Regions from separate parts of the Anser cygnoides genome. Here region 1 is linked to region 2. Evidence: chromatin contacts called from public Hi-C data. All regions are on one chromosome and are shown on one strand. The core of a region is the stretch at or near the end of the contact, and the rest is flanking DNA. Distances in the headings are between cores, read along the strand shown.

What was found. Hi-C and Micro-C count contacts between places; a contact is called where the count stands out from the background.
Region 1: a Hi-C map of liver shows a contact between it and region 2, with 2.4 times the contacts expected there. The contact joins the promoter of PNPLA4 here to the promoter of ANOS1 in region 2. A contact is called at or near these places in 3 of 7 Hi-C or Micro-C datasets (all in liver).

What each region holds. Positions count from the first base shown.
Region 1 is chr1:134,960,575-134,963,832 of Taihu_goose_T2T_genome, reverse strand. PNPLA4 (patatin like phospholipase domain containing 4) reads right to left here and starts at 1,320. Exons shown (of 9, transcript XM_048056201.2): 1 at 1,278-1,320; 2 at 1-202. The coding sequence starts at 62.
Region 2 is chr1:134,427,413-134,430,672 of Taihu_goose_T2T_genome, reverse strand. ANOS1 (anosmin 1) reads right to left here and starts at 1,832. Exons shown (of 13, transcript XM_066982334.1): 1 at 1,498-1,832. The coding sequence starts at 1,674.

The DNA of each region.
Region 1 (3,258 bases), core at 71-2,570, 530 kb before region 2:
CTGCCTTCTTTAAACTGACATAACTGTATTTGAGCAGTACAGAGACTTCTAACAGTCCACATTTTCTTAAAAGTAACCTCTAGATCAAGATGATGACACTCTCAGAAGCTGTTTTACCATGGAGCTACACAGGGAATATCAACAGACGACCTCTTGGACACGACAATTACACAGTAGAAACTTCCTCTCTTCTAAACATAACCTGTTTAAAAACATGAAGAAACAAAACAAAAACAGAACATGAAGTAGCTGAAAGGTAGCTGCACACCAAGGCCCTGACCCTATAAACATAGCTCCCTTCACAGCCCCCTCACATTTAGCTTTCAAGGGATCACAACCCAAAACATAGATGTGTTAACAGTTGATTTGTAAGAAAATGTAACAGTTTCAGGCAGAACTTTTCAGTTGCTACTCCTCTCTCCCTCCAGCACCCATCTAGCACTGTGCTATTCACCACCAACCATAAACTGAGTTATTCATTTCAAAAACAGGAAGAACTACCGTTGATAATACTGCAGAGACCAAACAAACAAAGCCTCCCTTATAATTAACAACATGAACAGGTGGTTCTTTCTGCCCCTGCCGAAAAATTTGACAGGCCTGTTCCAGCCACTTAAGCCAACTGCCCGCAAAACCAAAGTGGCGATGCCGGAGCCTGGTGAGACTCAGGCTTGCTGGTCAGTACCAGAAAAACCTCGTGCTTTTCTGTGCTGCAAGGGTCTCACGGGAGTTACACACAGATCAAGCTGTAAATCTGGTTTACACCCAGCAAGACTCGGACTCTAAAGGATAATACACAGAAATACAATTGCTTGAACAGGCTATTGCCCTGACTACCAGTGCAAAACAAACAGCACTGTTCTGAGTGGACAGGGTCTCAGCTCCACATTTAATCCCACTCAGGTGAGCTTCAATTTATCTATTTCATCTCGTGGGCCGTAAATTGAGGCTTACAAAGCAATTTGACTGTTCCTCCCTCCCCCCACGCCCAGTAAACAACCGCCATCAACAAGCGACACAGAGCTCAAACTGCGAGACCCACTTTTCACGTGTGACATCTACAGAAAGCCAGCCGACAATATCAGCGATCGCGACGTTAAGAAAAGCCACGAAATCTTTTACACTCGAGCCAGAAAGCCAATTTTTCAGCGGGCCTCCTCCTTTCCAACTTTAACCTTAAACACACACACACACACACACACGCCCTCTTTTCTCCCCGCCCCTCCCTGCGGCGGAGCCAAGATGGCGGCGGGTGCCGCGGGCAGCCCGAGCCGCACCTCGCCCGCGGCGCCCACCGCCGGCCGCGCCGCCTCGCCCCGCACCTAGCCTCGCCCCGCACCTAACCTCGCGAGACCGCGGCGAGGCTTCGGGGTGGGAGGGGGGAAGGGGGAGCCCGCGGCTGGGGGAGCCGCCATGATGTGAGGGGCTCTGTTGCAGCGGCGGGGGGATGTGCGGGTGGTAGTTCTGCCTCTGTTCCACTAATTGCTCTGAGCTCAGCACCCCACCCGCAGGCATAGGGTTGTGGTGGTGTAAGTGGCTTTTCTGGAGTAGGAAATAAAAGTCTGCAGGATGGTGTATGTACGTGCAATCATCACGCAAAGTGCATATACAGAGGCGAGACCCTGCTGTAACATAACCCGGCATTGTACATGCTAGCCTATAATGAAGATAAATTAGCAGAGTTTTGGCAGGAACGTAATATTTAAAACGTAAATCACAGGGAAAAAAATAGCTTTTATTACGTATATAGGTGATCAGGCAACAACAAATGCGAACAAACGCACGTCGCTCAGTTGGGAGGTGCCGATCTGCGCGCTGCTCTTCAGCATAAGGAGTAAAGGCGTTCAGTGCGGCAGGTGCTGGCGGCGTGAGAGCGTTCAGAAAATGTGTCTGGAAGTGCTGTTGGCATCTTTTTGGTTAACACGGCTTTGAAATTGCTTACTGGGAGTCTGATCGGTTGCCTTGGATTTTTATTTATTTGTTTACCTATTTATTTATTTATTCTCCTGTGATAGCTCACGTCCTCAATTTATAAATTAAAATACAGCTTTTAAAGAAGGGGGGAGAGAAATTAATCAAGGGCACAATCCTATTTATCCTCCTAATTACAGTAATACAGAAATGTCTGTGTGCCATTTTCACAGGGACAAAAGGTGAATATCTGGCATTTTCGCACGAATGGTGATCTGTAAAAAGAATACATATATAAAAATATGAACAAACTCCATGGGACTGATAGAAGATACTGAAGTCTTCATGCATAAAACATTGTTTTATTTGAATTTTTCTGTGTGTTGAGGAATAGTCCTTTAATAATACTTTACAAAAGGTGTTACGCATGGTTTTGGTGGTTTGGGAAATTCTAACTAAATTCGATGCACATATTTTGTATGGACAGGAAGAGGAAGCGGCAGCAACAGCAACTGACTTGCAGCCCAAATCCACATGAAAAATAGTTGCAAAAGAGGGCCCTGGGTTTATCTTGCACACAACCAAACCATCTTATGGTGAAATTACTGCCTTCTCTTTTTGTCATCTTGTACTTTTTCCCCGTATTGACAGGACGAGCTTGAGGTTGAGAAGGCTGCATAAGTCCTACTAGTGGAAAAAGAATCTTTCCTTAACTATAGAGTTCTAATTTGTAGCAGACATTAGTATGGAGAAAATGTTTACATCTGAATTGATACTTTGGGTGACAGTTTAGGCAAGTACAAAAGTCACTAAAATAGCAGGAGGACCCTTGTCATTCTCATCTGTCCAGAAGTGTGTAGATTAATGTTAAGTACGTTTGTTAGCCTCTTGTTCCTTCTGTTCTGAGTCTGATCTATTTATTTACTGGAAGATTAGTGACGTAGATTAAAATTATTAGATTTCTGAGTTGGTGAGAATTAAACCTTTAATCAGGGGTAGTTCCAAGTACAGGAAAAGCAAGTAATTGTCAAGGACATCAGTTAGGGAGATGTGTCTGACTGAAATGTAGCAGCTGTCACTTGTGTCTCTTTTGCCCTTTTAGAAGAAAGTAGGACTTCTTCAGCTCTGTATTTAAACTCCATCCTTTCTCTTTCCATTTCCTGTACCTAGGGTAGATCGGATCCTTACCATTAGAGTGTGAAAGTCTTGTTTATCTGCTGTGTGTTGATGTTTAGGTAAATTTATCCATATTCAGCATTTTGTAGCATGACATGTATATTTCTGTCTTTGTTCCTTTAGTGCTTGCTGTTCTTTATAATACTCTGGCCTTTTCTTAAGACTAAAATG
Region 2 (3,260 bases), core at 583-3,082:
TCGTTTCATATCCAGCAGGAGTTTAATCCCTGGTAATTTAGATAAATTACCGCGTGCTTTAGGAGGTTGGGGTTAAAACTGCAAGATTTTCAACTGATTACAAAAATAAACAGCCAGTTATTAAGTCCTAACTGAGTAATTTGCAGCTTATTTCACCCTAGCTAATTAAAATGTAATCACTATTGTTTGGCAATGTGCATTCTGTCAGCAGTTTTACGTCGGAAAAGAAATCATGCCAAGAAAACACAAAAAAAGCCTTTCACTCGGAATTGGCTTGATCTAAACTGCCTCTTTAGCCACCGAAACTGTAAAACAAATAAGTTACAACCTCCTGACAACGCCATAAAGAGAAAAAGAAAAAAAAAAAAATCCCAAGCCCTCCCCAAGATAATGAACTATTTTAACGAGTACCATCCTTTCCAGACGCGCTGGGCAGCTGGCCACGTTGCCAGCAAGCGCCTCGCCACCCCTAGACCCGGCAAAGCCTGGCCCGGGGCAGCGCCCACTGCACCCTGCCCCGGTCCTAGCCCGGGTCCCGTCGGCCCAAACCCTGCTACAGGCAGCGAGCGACTCCCGCGGCCGGCGGGACGAGCGCGGCAGGCTTTCCTTTCGCTGTGACTTTTGTTTTTAAGAGGGTTATCCTCGAACCTCTCCCCGGCCGGGGTTTTGTGCCAACACCGCAGCCCTCGGAGCTGCCTTCCCCGAGCCGTCGGTGCGATCGGTCCCAGTTCGTAGCGCACGGGGAAGCCGAAGGGAAGCGAGAGGCGCTCCCCAGGCGCTGCGGGGCCGTGCTGTCCCGAGACGTGGAGGTGGCCGCGCTGCCCGCCAGGCTTGTTCTCAAAGGGACTTGGGGGCTACAGAGGGAGACGTGCTCCGGGGGGTCCCTCATTTATTCGGCTCAATGCGTGCACAGTCGAGAACAGGTGGGGAAGGGAGAATGGAAAACCTCTGCCCAGAGAGGTTACGGATGCCCCATCCCTGGAAGTGTCCAAGACAAGGTTAGATAAAAGGAGTGCGTGTAGCTGGAAGGCGGGGACGGGCGGGCAGACACCCGCTGCCCTTACACCACCTCCCGCATCGCTTCCAGGGCAGCCGCTTTAGGAGCTTCAGGGGCTCGCCCTCCCTCCGCACAGCTCACTGCATTTCATACCACGCAGCTCTCCCCACGCCTCGTCCCCGCTTCCCCCCACGTCATCCCCGTTTCGCCACCACCGTTATCCCGAAGGAGAGGCAAAAATAAGAGAAGCCTTACCCGCACCCTCACCGGGCCGGCACCCACTGTCCCCCCTCACCCCTCGTTAAAAGCAAAGCCCAAAGCGCACCCCTCGGGGCCGCCCCGTCCCGGCCACCACCTGTGAGGAGCCCTCGCCCCCTGCCCGCCGCCTCCAGGTGCCGGCGGGGCTGGAGCCGCCGCGAAGTTTGCCGGGGGTGCGCCCGGGCACCCGGCCACCCCCCGGGCGGGCAGCGGGATCACCCCGCCCGGCGCCGTGCCCCTACCTGGAAGTGCTTGAAGAAGGCGGAGATGCGGGTGATCTGGAGGCTCAGGCACCTGGAGGTGCATCTGGCCGTGGAGAAAGCCTCGTCCTCCTTGCGGGCGCCGGCCCCCGGCCCGGCGGGGCTGCCGCAGGCGGCCGCTGCCCAGAGGAGCAGGGCGAGGGACGCGCCGGGCACCATGGCTGGGCGGGCGGGGGGGCAGGAGGAGGGCAGGGGGCTGCGGGGGGCGGCAGGCGCCGGGGTGCGCTCCCGCTCGCCGGGCGGGTGCCGGGCTGCGGTGGGGGCAGAAGGCTCCGCGGCGCAGAAACTAAACAAGAAAGTTCAATCATCCAACTCCCCTCGCCCCTTCCCTCCCCGCGGCCCTCAGCCCTCCCCCGCGCCGGCAGCGGGCGGGCCGAGCCTGACAGAGGCGGCGCCATTGGCTGCGGCGAGCGCCAGCACCGGGGCGGGCGGTGCGGCCGCGGGCAGGTCGGAACGGCACGGCACGGCACGGCTCGGCTCGGCTCGGATCGGATCGGCACGGCTCGGCCGGCTGCTCGCCGCCACCTGTGTGGCGCCCGGCCGTTAGCGGCGGGGCTGGCACCGCCCTCCCGGCCCGCGGTGGGGTCCAGCGGCCTGTGAAGGGTCGGTCAGTAATGCGGAGGTGCCGGCCACCGCTGCGGTGCCTCCGAGGGAGAGCTGCGAGAGCGGAGCTTTAAAATGGCTCCCGGGCGGTGCGCGGCAAGTTAGGAGGTCGTTTCGCTCCGCTCCGGCAGCTGCTGGCGGTGCGGGGTGTAGCACGGGTAGGTGCTGCATGCCTCCGCGTACCTGCGGCCTCTGCCTCCTCCCGCCGCGGGACAGGGCGAGAGAGGCTCCTCACGGGGATCTGAGGGCCGGGCCTCCCGAGCGGGAAAATCCCGAGGCCGCGCGAGCTGAAATAAGTTGTCTTCTGGCCGTTTCAGGAGATGGTAGCGTGAGAAGCTCGCTAGTAATAGTACCTGTTAATAGTACTAGTTACAGTTGCTGCTATAAATAGTCGTTTAACATGGTTATGGAACACTTACACAGCAGGAGTCTTCTTTACCGAAACAAGTGTTAGGGTAAGCTAAATACATTTTAGGAAACTCACCTAAAATCTAATCAAAATGCAGCAAGGTCTTTGACCAGTCTTGCTTGTACAAATTTTACACGGCTATAATTATTTTCCTAATGGATACTCCATTGTACACAAATGTGAAATAAAGCATATACCTCAATGCAGTTTTTCTTCCCAGAATCCATATATACATTTTCCACAAACCTATACATATACATCTGTAAAACAGAAAATCAAACTATAAAAAGCTTTGTTAAATCCAGACTAAATCCATAGTTAAACCGTATGAGTAACATACAGATTGTACGGGTAACATACCAATACAACAGGAAGCGAAACAAATTCTAGTTTAGATGTTACTTTGCAGCTCACAGTGCCTGAGCTAAATCCTCCTGTCAGTTGACTAGAAATCTTCACTCGAGAGAAGCCAGTAGGCCACGTTCACTCCTGCAAGTGTTAACAAACTGAAATGACAGTCCGTGTCCTTCAATGCCTGAGGGAGCACAGTAACCAGAAGGGGTCACCTGCCACTTCCTGGCATAGAAGTTGCCCCGCTGCTTGCACTGTGTAAGCGTTCTGAGCAGGCTGTTTTGGAAATGTACCAAGGGAGACCATCTCAGCTACACCTCCAGAAGTATTCCTCATCTTGGGAGCTGGACTGATTACCTATGGCTTTCAATGAACAGGAGTA